Regions from separate parts of the Mus musculus genome. Here region 2 is linked to region 1. A link is a contact called in public Hi-C data. All regions are on one chromosome and are shown on one strand. The core of a region is the stretch at or near the end of the contact, and the rest is flanking DNA. Distances in the headings are between cores, read along the strand shown.

Region 1 (7,220 bases), core at 1,037-3,536:
TTATATCCCTCATTTAGAGTTTAAAAATTATTTATGAGGGTAAATCAAAAATACTAAGGCTCGTAAGAACAGTAACAAAGTGTGTGCTCTAAGTCACTCTTCTTGGAGACTCTGTATTTATAAAATTGGGAGACAACAGTTTGCTACAAAGATGCTGGGCATACTGAAAACAAGCTGTAGCTCAGTTAGCATTTGCATGACACAGTAGTCAACTGGCTAATGCCAACAACAAGGATGACCCTAGTGCAGCTCATTAAAATGCAGGGTTTTTTTCCTGGTATCTGACCCAGTCGATCTATTTTTAAGACTACACTAAAATGTAATACTAGGATTGCAATCTAGTCCCTTTTGCACAGCTCTCCTTTAAAAGGACAGTAATCCTACATGAAATTCACTGCCATCAGAAGGGTGAGCATAAGCTTTTGATTTAGAGCACTGTATCCACTCTTGCTACCTTAGCCCAAAACTCTGAAAAGACTTAATATATCCCAATATACTCTACAAGCCAGAGATTGTGGCTTTTGTTGTATTTATGAAGTGAATTATTTACCTACTAATACAAGAATAATTGGCAGATAATCCAATTTTGATCATAAATATATGTATACATGCACATATTAATGATGTAGAGATGCACATATAAAAATGTATAACATGATCTCATGAACATTTTGATTTCTAGTTCTGTACAGTGAAGAAAACTAAGCAATTTTCCCTTAAAAGGATATTTTACCACTATTATTTACTCCCAAGTTTCATGAAAGACGACATTAGTTAACTAAATGAACTGTTAAATAGAGCTTCCATACTCTAGAAACATATAATTATGTCTACTGTTCTGAAACTGTGGTCTGGAGTGAGAATCAGAAAAATACACAGAGAAGGTACAAAATAAAAAGCTCTAAGAAATGCATTTCTTTAAACTGAATTTTAGTAACATGTCATAAGACTTTAATGGAGTCACATCAGGACTTAACATTTTGTTGTATTTAAATCAAATTTAGAGAAATATTTAAAGCTATCAAAATTGCTCTTTTCTGACATGAGACTTAAAATAGTAAATTTCTTCAAAAGTAGCAACCTATATTGCTGATGAGTACAATTCTTTCCTGATAGAATGCAGCACACAAAAGTTAAAAACATGAGACACGTCTTTCCTACAGTGGAGTCAGAGAGACAGAAACACAACATTTCAGTACATTTACTCACTGCTGTAAGAATTATGCATGCACAGTGCATCACAAAACAAAACACAAAAGAGGACTTAGCTAAACCCAGGAATGCAGAACTCTGCTATGATGCTACATTAAGGGAGCAGAGCCCTTTTCCTGAGGTTTTGTTCTACCTTAAAGACAGGTAACCTTATGTTGACACACATTTCATCTCTAATAGGTATTGGCATTTGAATGGACTTAAAAAGGCACAGAAAACAAGTTCACCATTAAAAAAAAATTTTGTAGAAGAGTATATATTTGTATTTATGTTCTAAAATATTAAAGATCATAATGTAATAACTTCATAATTAAATGAGCAAATGTAAATTCAAATTATCCAATTATTTATCCTCTACTACAGTGAAAACGGTAATGTAAATTTTTCAGTTAACTTTCAGAGTTATTCTTATTTATGAGATCAAAACCACTTGCACAAGGTACCAGCCAATTGAAATAATGGCCAACATCTGTAGGATTATTATATGCAAGGAGTTTTTATAGTTCTCAACTGCCATTTATTTAATCCTGCTAACAATCCCTTGGATTTCATACTATTTTTTTCCATTTTAATATGAAAACACTTTATCACAAGAAAGATTAAGTCACTTGGCTGAGGTTTCATCACTGGTAGGAATGTTTGATAGGATGGGAACTATCTGGCTGGATTCTCTTACTGCCTACCTGAGACTGAGTTCCTATTGATAAGACGATACAGGAAAAGGCATGCACTACTTAAAGGCTGGAGACCACTTAAGCTTCAGTACAAAATAAAACATAAAACAACACTGCTCAGAAGTAGTCCCGTGCTATTAGTCCAGAAGGCTGGCGGTGCAGACCGACTCTGACGCTTACTAGCAACAACAATTTCTTTTACAAAAAAGGTCCAAAGCATAAAAACTATCTTTCTTGGGTTTTGCCAAACTGTGTAAGATCTAGACAGAGAACAAAAGATAAAAGTGGGATATATAATTTAAAAAAAAATATCCTTTAAAAGGGAAAGACGTTGTTGTTGCTGTTGTTCTGTTTGCTGAGATGCAGACAGATGGCTACACTACAGGAGTCTTAGTCCAGGAGGCAAAAACAGGATGGTCCAGATAATAGAAAACATGAAAAGGAACTTAGACATCTATTTTAGCCACTATCCTATTGATGCGAAAAGACACCATAACCAAGGTACTTCTTATAAAAGAAAGCTTTTAATTGGGGGTTTGCTTACAGCTTCAGGGGTCAGTTCATTGTCATCATGGTGGGAGCATAGAGATATGGAAGCATGGTGCTGGAGAAGTATCTAAGAGCTACACCCTGATTAACAGGAACAAAAAAGTAGGCACCAGGCAGGGTCCCAGTGACACGCCTCCTCCAAGGCCACACCTGCTCCAACAAGGCAACATCTCTTCAGATTTCCCAGTCTACCAAGGGTTGATGAAGTATTCAAATGAGCCTTTGGGAGCCATTCTCATTCATCTGGCATGCTCTGCAAGCTCCACTCTCCAAGAAGAACCTCCATCTCACTGAAACAATTTTAGCTTCCTGATAATCCACAGGATCTAAGCTTATGAGGCAAGTCATTCCTTATAATTGTAAGCAAGCTTGTAGAATAATCATTTCACAAAGGATATAATACATCCATAAATAATTAATATGTGCTACCTCTAGGCAATCTCCTTTTAGCGTTAACATCAGGTCTGGTGGGATGGCTTAATGGGTAAAGTTACTTGCTACCAAGCTTGAAGACCCAAGTTGACTCCTGTGACCAACTTGGTGGAGGGAGGGAACCAACTCCCACGAGTTGTTCTCTGACTTCCAAATGTGTACTTGAGGTATGGGTACGTGCCCACACACACACAGGCCAACACTAGCACAGACACACACAGATAAATTCATGCAAAAATTATGATATTAATGTAAAATTTTAAATGCATACTTTTAAATTCTACATGTCTATGAAAAGATAGAGGACTTCCACTGTCATTAAATCATTACTATTACTATTACTATTACTATTACTATTACTGTTTTAAATAATGATGCATACACACACAGACATACACACATACACATGCATGCCTTAGCTCATGTTGACCATTTAAATGTGTACTCAGCAAGTGGTTGTACTGACAACTAAAAACAAGCTACATCTTCCTTGGACAAAGTATCAGAATCCATTATAATAAGCAGCTGGCACCTCATCCCCTATAGGGATTATGCTGACCTTTTTGCTGCTTCTCTAATGTGTCAGGAATCCTCCCATTGGAAGATATTTCTACTTCTGATTTCTGCCAAGGGTCACACCCCTCAGCACAGTCAGATCTCTAAGTGCTAACAGCATCATATATCACCCTGTTTCCAACGGCCGCTTCTTTCTTCCTCTATCCCCATATCTCATTTTTTAAAATTATCTAACAGTTTTTTACCACTGCTCTTTTTAAAACTAAAGATCTACTAAGAGCAGGGCTTCCATTTCTGTTACTGTCTTTCTAGCACCTACAAAAGAATGACATATAATAAGCTCTCAAATATTTGTTGAATGAATATATCATTTTATTCTATGATGTGAAATACAAATTTGACTAAAAGCAGTTACCTAAAGACATGCTGTATGTTGATACCAGAAACAAAGTTAACAGGAATAACGAAGCACATTGGAGACTAAAAGTGGTGCTTTTTAATTTTGCCAAGGTTAATTTTTTTCCCCTACTTCAAAGCAAATTTCTTTAATGAAAGCAGGAGTATTATCTTATTATTGGTTTTCTCTCTGTATTTTCAGTTCTAATTAACCACGGTGCTCTTCTAAATAGCATCATCAATTCTCACACACCACCCCTCTGTCCTGCCCAGGACATGTATTACCTCTCTGTCTAATGCAAAATGCTGTATCTGCTATTTACCACTTATCATTTCGTAGACATCTAGAAAATCGGACTACCACAGCGCTACAATGTTTACCTAGAGTTTGAAGCTATTTTTTTTAAGGCAGTTTCAGGTATCTTCTGGTCTGGATAATGATACTTTTTCCTCAATAATGATGAGAAATTGCTAAAGTTCAATGTTATGCACTTTGCCAACACTCTAAGAGAAATCTAAATGTCACATACAATAGTCATAAGGATTCTAGGTTAGAATTAATATTAGACCAGTTACAAAGAAGGGCACAAAGGCACAGTGGTAAAAGCACCAACTCAAGACCTACCAAGTTCTATTACTTACTAGCAGTTGACACTTGGCAGTTATTAGTAATAAGTTACTGTGGCCAAATATAACATAAGACCAGTTACATGCTAGTTGTCGGAACAAATGTGTTTGATATGTAGTCAATGTAGAAGTGTTTTAACACCCACACCTATGGATTCTTATCTGAAGACAGCTAGCATTCCTTCTTATGAACTTTAGTAAAGCACTGTTCTCACTGTTTGGTTTATTAATCCAATACTATTTCCACAATCTACACTTCACCTTTACTTCTGTGTCTACATATCTTATATAAAGTTCCAAAAATCCACTTTGAATGTAGTCCTTACCAGCCTTTAATAATTCCAACTTCTAATCAGTTCCAGTGCACATAACAATAATATCTAAACCCACTTCTCAAATCTTTATGCATATCCCCTAAAGTATTAGTAAGATCATAAAAATGCAAAAGATGCAAAGACCAGACTCCAAGGGAACAAGAAGAACACTGACAAAAATGGCTATCCTACCGAAAACAATCTACAGATTCAATGCAATCTCCATTAAAATTCCAACTCAATTCTTCACTGAGATAGAAAGGGCAATTTGCAAATTCATCTCGAAAAATAAAAAACCTAGGATAGCAAAAACTATTCTCAACAATAAAAGAACCTCTGGTGGAATCACCATGCCTGACATTAAGCTGTATTACAGAACAATTGTGATTAAAACTGCATGGTATTGGGACAGTGACAGACAGGTAGATCAACGGAATAGAATTGAAGACCCAGAAATGAATCCACACAGCTATGGTCACTTGATCTTTGACAAGGGAGCTAAAACCATCCAGGGGAAAAAAGACAGCATTTTCAACAAACGGTGCTGGCACAACTGGAGGTTATCATGTAGAAGAATGCTAATTGATCCATTCTTTTCTCCTTGTACAAAGCTCAAGTCTAAGTGGATCAAAGACCTCCACATAAGACCAGAGACACTGAAATTAATAGAGGAGAAAGTAGGGAAAAGCCTCGATGATATGGGCACAGGGGAAAAATTTCTAAACAGAACAGCAATGGCTTGTGCTGTAAGATCAAGAATTGACAAATGGGACCTCATAAAATTACAAAGCTTTTGTAAGGCAAAAGACACCGTCAATAAGACAAAAAGGCCACCAACAGATTGGGAAAGAATTTTTACCAATCCTAAATCTGATAGGGGACTAATATCCAATATATACAAAGAGCTCAAGAAGCTGGACTCCAGAAATCCAAATAACCTCATTAAAAATGGGGTTCAGAGCTAAACAAAGAATTCTCAACTAAGGAATACGGAAGGAAGCACCTGAAAAAAATGTTCAACATCCTTAATCATCAGGGAAATGCAAATCAAAACAACCCTGAGATTCCACCTCACACCAGTCAAAATGGCTAAGATCAAAAATTCAGGAGACAGCAGATGCTGGTGAGGATATGGAGAAAGAGGAACACTCCTCCACTGCTGGTGGAATTGCAAGCTTGTATAACCACTCTGGAAGTCAGACTGGAGGTTTCTCAGAAAATTGGACATAATACTACTGGAAGATCCAGCAATACCTCTCCTGGGCATATACCCAGAAGAAGTTCCAACTGGTAATGAGAACACCTGCTCCAGTATGTTCATAGCAGCCTTATTTATAATAGCCAGAAGCTGGAAAGAACCCAGATGTCCCTCAACAGAAGAATGGATACAGAAAATGTGGTGCATTTACACAATGGAGTACTACTCATCTATTAAAAACAATGGATTTGTGAAATTCTTGGACAAATGGATGTATCTGGAGGATATCATCCTTAGTGAGGTAACCCAATCACAAAAGAAGTCATTAGATATGCACTCACTGATAAGTGGATATTAGCCCAGAAACATAGAACACCCAAGATACAATTTGCAAAACACAAGAAAATCAAGAAGAGGGAAGACCAATGGGCGGATACTTCATTCCTCCTTAGAATAGGGAACAAAATACCCATGAAAGGAGTTACACAGACAAAGTTTGGAGCTAAGACAAAAGGATGGACTATCCAGAGACTACCACACCTGGGGATCCAGCCCATAATCAGCCACCAAACCCAGACACTATTGCATATACCAGAAAGATTTTGCTGAAGGGACCCTGATATAGCTGTCTCATATGAGGCTATGCCAGTGCCTGGCAAATACAGAAGTGGATGCTCACAGTCATCTGTAAGATGGAACACAGGGCCCCCAATGGAGAAGCTAGAGAAAGCACCCAAGGAGCTGAAGGGGTCTGCAACCCTATAGGTGGAACAACAATATGAACTAACCAGTACCCCCAGAGCTCGTATCTCTAGCTGCATATGTAGCAGAAGATGGCCTAGTCGGCCATCACTGGGAAGAAAGGCCCCTTGGTATTGCAAACTTTATATGCTGCAGTACAGGGGAATGCCAGGGCCAAGAAGAGGGAGTAGGTGGGTAGGGGAGCAGGGTGGAGGGAGGGAACTTTCGGGATAGCATTTGAAATGTATATAAAGAAAATGTCTAATAAAAAATTTAAAAAAAGAAGAACATTGACTTCTAGCTAATCAATATCCACTAGAGTCAAGTGCTCATTTTTAAGTCAAGTTCTATTATAGCGCTCTCATCTACCCAAGCGATGCTTTACGTCTTTGTTCAATCATCACTCTATACTATAACTATAAAAAATACTAAGTATCATGTACTATAATGGTTCCAAGCAGAGTATAACTAAGAGAAAACAAGAAAGAAAACACTAAACTCAAGTCTTAAGTTATTTAGTAAGATAATGGCTTACAGTTATTACATTAAAACTAACACAAA
Region 2 (6,234 bases), core at 2,174-4,673, 80 kb before region 1:
TCATGAGGATAAGAAGAAGATGAAAGAGGAAGGAGAAGCCACCATGGGTTAAGTGAGCCATGAAAACGTGGCCCTGAGGGCTGACCAATTGGAATTAAGAGCAGCCCAGATGAAACATAGTAAGTAGTAAGTAAGAATTCAGGGTTTTCAATAGGAAAGTAGATACTAATAGCATAGAGGGTAGGTATCTGCCCGGCTCTTGTGCTGTTTAAGGCTTATTATAAATATAAACGCTGTGTGTATCTTTTGTACAGGAACTAAAAGATCAAAGTCAAGGTAGAAACCCTAGGACAGGATTAAATAATTTCTACAAAATATTGGATTTTTTTGTCTTTTGTCCTTGGCTGGTGTTTGTACGATTCCCAGCTCAAATATCAGTGTCTGGGCTCTCTTCAAACAGCAGCTGGGCTCTGCTGGGAGACAAATTCTGCCCAAGAGAATGATCCTGACACTGTTTGACACTCTGAGTGTCCTGGGCTACAGACTTGCTCTGGGCTATCAGCTATTGCGGGACTTAGTCCTCTCATCCCAAGAGGCTGTGTCCTGAGGCTCAGATGTGTTCTCCCGGAGCTGAGCTACCTTGCACAATTCTCTGGCCTCTCAGAACTTCTGCTTCCCTTTGCAAAGTGGGAAGAATTGAGAGGGACTTGCACAAACTGTTTGGATAGATTGAATCAGCACCTGTTTGTGAACAGCCCGAGATCGCTTCCAAGGCCTATTTGCCATCTCAATAAACCTCTTCCTTCTACTTCTACCCCAAAGTAAACACAAACCAGTAATTAAGTTTAATTGGGGAAACACAAGGAGGATACCGAAGTAGGCACTGGGTTAGTGGAAGTCGGTTTTACTCTTGTGTCTCTCTTTTCCGGAGAAAAATTCCAGACACAAACTAAAATGACTACAGGCAACTCATGTTCCTCCCTGGGTCCACCTCCATAAAGCTTCTACAAAGACACTTTCCACAGAGCACTGGCGTCTTGTACCCTTGTTATTTTTATTAATCTTTAGAACAATCCTGTCTCAGAAAAACAAGCCCAAGGCCACCTAGTCACTGATGTGGAACAGGCAGAAGTCTACCCACAGCATCCAACCTTGAAGCTGTTCCTTTGGGAACTAACCTAGTTGTAAGTTCAGCACTCACTCCTTCCAGACACACTTGACCATGCAGGGCCAACCCCAGGTCAAGGCCCTTTATCACAGTAACTTTTTAAGTAGTCAGTGTCCTGGGCTCCTGCTTCAGTCTTGCTACCTCCGAACCTACAGCCATCCTTTTCTGGGCCACCAGAGAAAATGTTCTTACTACTCTAGCTTCCCCCCCTTATATGCTCTACCTATACCCTCCGATTGAGAAAACAAGACCACAGGCAATGTCTTCCTTGGGTCTCTGAATAGAGATTTTATTCTCTCTTTCATTAAGGGAAATTCATACTCATGCCTTGAAATCTGTGGGCTCCTATCTAAAGCCTCTTAAAACTATTACAAACCCATCATTAGCACCGTCTGTCGTCACATTAACAGAAAGAGAACATGGTGATCTACGACACCTAAGTGTCCCTGGCATGAGATGGAGCAAAGGTGATTTTTAGCTGGATTTTAGAGCAAGAATTAAATGCGTATAGTTCACAGTACCCAAGATTCTCAAATGTCACCCAGAGAATGCCAATACTAAAATCTGATGAGTTGGAAGAAACAGTCTCTGAATAAACCAGGCAAGGTGGTATCTTTTGTTGCTCCAGAGTGGGCTGCTGTCTCATCTGGAAGTGACCCAAGCATCCTTCTGCACGGTGACATTTACTTATTATTTTAAAAAGTTTTTATTTTAAGTGTGTATATTACAGGGTATGTGCATGTGAGTGCAGGTGCTTTTGGACGCCAGACACACCTGGTCTCTCTGGAGCTGAAGTTATAGGTAACATGGCTGCTGGACCAAAGCAGGCCCTCCAGAAGAGCGACGTATGCTCCCACTGCTATTTCTCCAACCCCCTTTTCTTTCTCCCTCTTCTCCTTCCTTTTGAAGAGTGCATTGACATTTTTAGAGAGCTCACTGCCTAATTGATGAACTCTAGGTCTCTGTGAGAGACTGTCTGAGAAAAAAATGATAGGGACAGCTCTTGAGGATTGACACCAGAGGCTGACCTCTGACCTCCACAGGCATCACATACATCATGAGCAAACACCCACTATCAAACCAAAACAAAACCACCCACTCCCTGTCTATGCCTTGAGCAGCCCAGGGCTCCCAGAAAACGACATTATCAGGGCATTCTCTCTGGGTCACCACAGTTGAGTCCTGTGAGCCTCTGCCAGTCAGAGCCAAAGAGAACAAAGGAGCCATCACTATCAGGACTGGCACAGTGTCTCCTAACAGCCTCTGTAAGGATGCTGAATACCGTCTTCTTTTTGGTCCTGTCCAACACTAATGTGTCACCAGACAAGCTATGTCAGGAAGCAAGAGCCTGCATTTGCGCAACTCTTCCATCAACCTCATTATTATTACCCTTCGTTGGACCTCACCCACCTGAAACCTTCCAGCACATGCCTTTCATTTCCAACTCTTTCATTCAGTTGAAGGACTACCAGCATTGGGTGCTCTCTCTGTAGTTTGCATATATTGAAGCTCTTAACTATTTCCTCTGCCCAAAACATGCCTTTGTTGGGTGGTGGTGGCGGGGTGTCTTATTTCTTTTCGTTAACATGAAACCATGAGTTTTCTCATTTTATCCACAGTGCTTCTGTCCTTTTTAGACTGTGGCTTTTGCTAGATGGCTTATTAATTCCCTGCTGCTAAGAGTGGATTAGGCCATCTGTCCTGGATGTTCACCTGATAGAGACAACACGAACAGCAGCAAGGGACACTCTTGATCCTCCTGCTATTACTAGCCTGACACTGGATCCCATTCCAGACCCAAAGTCCCTGCTTCCTTCGCTGTTGGAACGGCCCGGAATGTTTAGTGTTGCTGTTGTTACCAGCTCACGGGTATCAGGAGGATGAGGCTCTGAGGGCCTGGAGGGCATATTCAAGGTCAGTTAATAAATGAGAAAACCTGCCGACCTCTTACCCAACATGTGGTAGTCCTAGCAATAATTTACTTTTTTGTTAAAGGATATTTTCATCTTCCCTCCTTTAAAAAAAGCACAATAAATTTTCATAAGCATAGAAAAGAAAATGAAACCCCCACCTCAAAAAAAGAACCAAAACAAACAAAGAAACAATAACAACAGCAACCACAACCACCCTAGTTATTCTATAGTTTTCCTTACTCCTCACAGGGATGTTTTCTTACTTTGATCTGTTTGCATTCATTTTTAGAAGCTAGAGTTTGACAGGCATCTTCTACAACACATTCTCGTGGAGGTTGGGACTGCAGCCGCCTACCAGGTCTGCCACGGCCTGACTCTGCCCCTCTCAGCTTTCCTGGCGTGATTGTCCTTATAGAGCAGCCTCGTCTGGGAATGGTGTGCATTTGTTAATTACCTTTGCAGAGCCAGCAGATGGTGCAGAAAGCACTGTATTGTCGGAGGACCCGAGCCAAAAAAAGAGACGAGGGAGCGAGGGTGGCATCTGTTTATTTGTTTAATTTCTTTGTAAGAAAATGGTGGGTATAAAAATGAAACCAGTCATCACTAGCCATTTCAAAATGAGGGACATTCACCAGTGGTTCCAAGTAAACTCCTATTTCAGTCCCTAAAGTCTTGGTGACCCAAAGTAATATTTGAAACTCAGAACTGGCCATGCTGGGGTCAGTGTGGAGCTATTAGCCAGTCTTGGAAGCTAGCCAAGTTTACCTGTCAGATGGAAACAGACCTGCTCCATCACATTCCTGACCCTCCTTCCATATGGAAACCACCCAGCAAAACAGGCCCATGGATGAGCCTCACTCCCAAGGCCAAGTTAGCTTCAGTTGAAAAAAAAAAAAAAAAAAAGAGTGCTCTATCTTCTGCGAGTTTGTCAATAGACAAGTCTGTAGTTTTAATTCTTTATCACTGTTCCTTGAAACAGAAGATTCCAGGTGGAGGGATCCTTAATATCATCCCCATTAGAGCATCTTCATTTTAGAGACTAGGAATCTGGGACCAAGAGCAGCAGAAAGTAGGCTGCACTCAATTTATGGAGACTTTTAGTGACTAGCTCCCACACCCAACCTTTTTGGCCACTGTTGACAGAATATCTGAAATGAGGTTATTTATTTATTTATAATACATTTATTTATTCTTGGGTGATTGTGTACATGTATACAATGTATCCTGATCATATCTACCCCAATTTCTTTCTCCTATTCCCACAGGAAAACTTGTAACACATCTTCCTATTCATGTCCTCAACTTTCTCTCTTTCCTTTCCAACCCACTGAGTTTCAGTCAGTGCTGCTCACTGGAATGATGACTGATCTTGTTGATTTGACATGTGGAGCTAACTAGAGCTGTGAGGAGCCCCTGGGTGCTATGACCATGCCGTGTTCAGAGGACATTTTACACTACTTCTCCCTAACTTTCTGCCCTTACTTTCTTTCCTCCCCCTATTTCAGATCGCACCCTAAGTCTTGTGGGATTGATAAAGATGTATCATTTAAGACTGACCATAATGATGGTTACTTATTCTAGGCACTTCGCCTTTATGATTGAGTCTTCATGTCAACTGTTACTCACTGCTGAGAGAAGCTTCTATGGCCAAGGCTGAGAACAGTATTAATCTATGGCCAGAAAATGGACCATTTTTATTCCAAGACAGTGTTTCTCTGTGTAGCTTTGGTTGTCCTGGGACTTGAACTGTAGACCAGCTGGCCTTGAATTCACAGACATAGACCTCCCTTTGCCTCTAAAAGGCTGGAATTAAAGGCGTGTACCCCACTACTTAGCTGAACTAGGATAACCTGTAAAGACATTTTGCAAAGAAAGTTCTGGAGGTTGGGAAGCCTAAGACCATGCCACTCATGGCTGGAGAGAAATTTTGTCCTGTGACTTAATGTAGAAGGGTAATAGCAAACTCTTGAGAGCAGAAATTCGTGTGAGATCATGTTTTCAGTCCATGAAGTAATGTGGGGCCCCGACAACCTACACATTTTTCAGGTGGAACCACCTCCAACACACTTGGGATGAGATTTCCAGCACATGACTCTCAAGGGATACACTCAAACTTTACCAGTGGTAAAAATAGAATTGGAAAGGGGGTCTCCCTAGTAGAGATGTTTTCCCAGACCTACACTGCCAGGTAAGCGGAAAAATGAAGAGATCCAGTTGTTTTAGAAGATGCCAGCAACACACAGAAGGAAAATGTCAGAATATCTGCCTATTGGCAGAAAGAAGGAAATGACCTGGTGTCTGGAGATGATAGCCCCATGCCTTGAGAAACAAGAGATAAGCTGGAGCAGTTGAGAAGTAGGGAGGAAGGTTGTTTGGGACTTGACTCAGATGAACCTTGTCATCAGAAGTGTGGCATCAGCAGAACTAAGTGGGAAAATGGTATGTCTAAGTCTTGTATTGGTCATGATGATGAAGTGAGGGACAGCTGGCAAGGGACAGTAGGTTGGGTATGTCACAGATGAGAATCATGGGTCAAGGGAACAGTAGGGCAATTCCATAGGATCTTCTTTAACTCCGTGTCTCCAATGGTCATGGGCTTGTCAAATTCAGTCATTACTCTTCTGCTCTCATTGTCCATGGCAGTGTTGTCATGACTACATTTATGACCTTTTTTCCCTTAGTTTCCAAGTTGTTTTTTTTTTTTTGTTCTGCTTTCTTTCCTTCCTCCCTAGCCAATTAATTACCCTCTGATGTCTCACTTTCCTCTGCTGTTTCTAATCATGGTGACCACAGGACTCATGTCTTGGCTCCTGGTCTTCATTTGAAACTCCTCCTAGAGTTCACACGTCGTTGTTTTGGTGGTAACTCCAAAGCTTGAAATTTCATCTCTCTAACCTTAGTATCTGCCATATATAATTATAATGTATACAATTGTGTATGAAAACTATACTTATAACTTCTACGTATGTAAAATGTATGTGGATTTATATCATTTGCACACATGCATCACACGTGCATACACACATGCATATGTACATATGAATCCCTTTGGGAACCAAATGGATCTCTAAAGCTTAGAGCTGAATGAGCTAGAACACTGAGCTCATATGACACAGTCATAATTGACTGGTGTAATGAACACTTCACCGTTGGCTCATTTTGCTGTGTTTTCATATGGCAGAAGGGGCTGCCTTTCTGATATATCTCATTAAA

What was found. Hi-C and Micro-C count contacts between places; a contact is called where the count stands out from the background.
Region 2: a Hi-C map of cerebellum shows a contact between it and region 1, with 1.6 times the contacts expected there. The contact joins two enhancer-like sites. A contact is called at or near these places in 1 of 15 datasets of contacts at CTCF or cohesin (the NIH/3T3 cell line) and 5 of 484 Hi-C or Micro-C datasets (the C10 cell line, the G1E-ER4 cell line, the HPC-7 cell line and 2 more).

Annotation. Positions count from the first base shown.
Region 1 is chr5:43,254,002-43,261,221 of GRCm38.p6, reverse strand. All of the region lies in intron 4 of Cpeb2 (cytoplasmic polyadenylation element binding protein 2), which reads right to left. Among named protein-coding and RNA genes, the nearest start is that of Gm7854, 22 kb to the right of the region's middle. Within about 2 kb of position 2,286, at least 2 of the 459 cell types and tissues checked have an H3K27ac peak or open chromatin away from gene starts, as enhancers often do. A contact at or near this core is called in cerebellum, where this site is marked.
Region 2 is chr5:43,336,515-43,342,748 of GRCm38.p6, reverse strand. No RefSeq gene overlaps it. Among named protein-coding and RNA genes, the nearest start is that of Gm43699, 15 kb to the left of the region's middle. Within about 2 kb of position 3,423, at least 18 of the 459 cell types and tissues checked have an H3K27ac peak or open chromatin away from gene starts, as enhancers often do. A contact at or near this core is called in cerebellum, where this site is marked.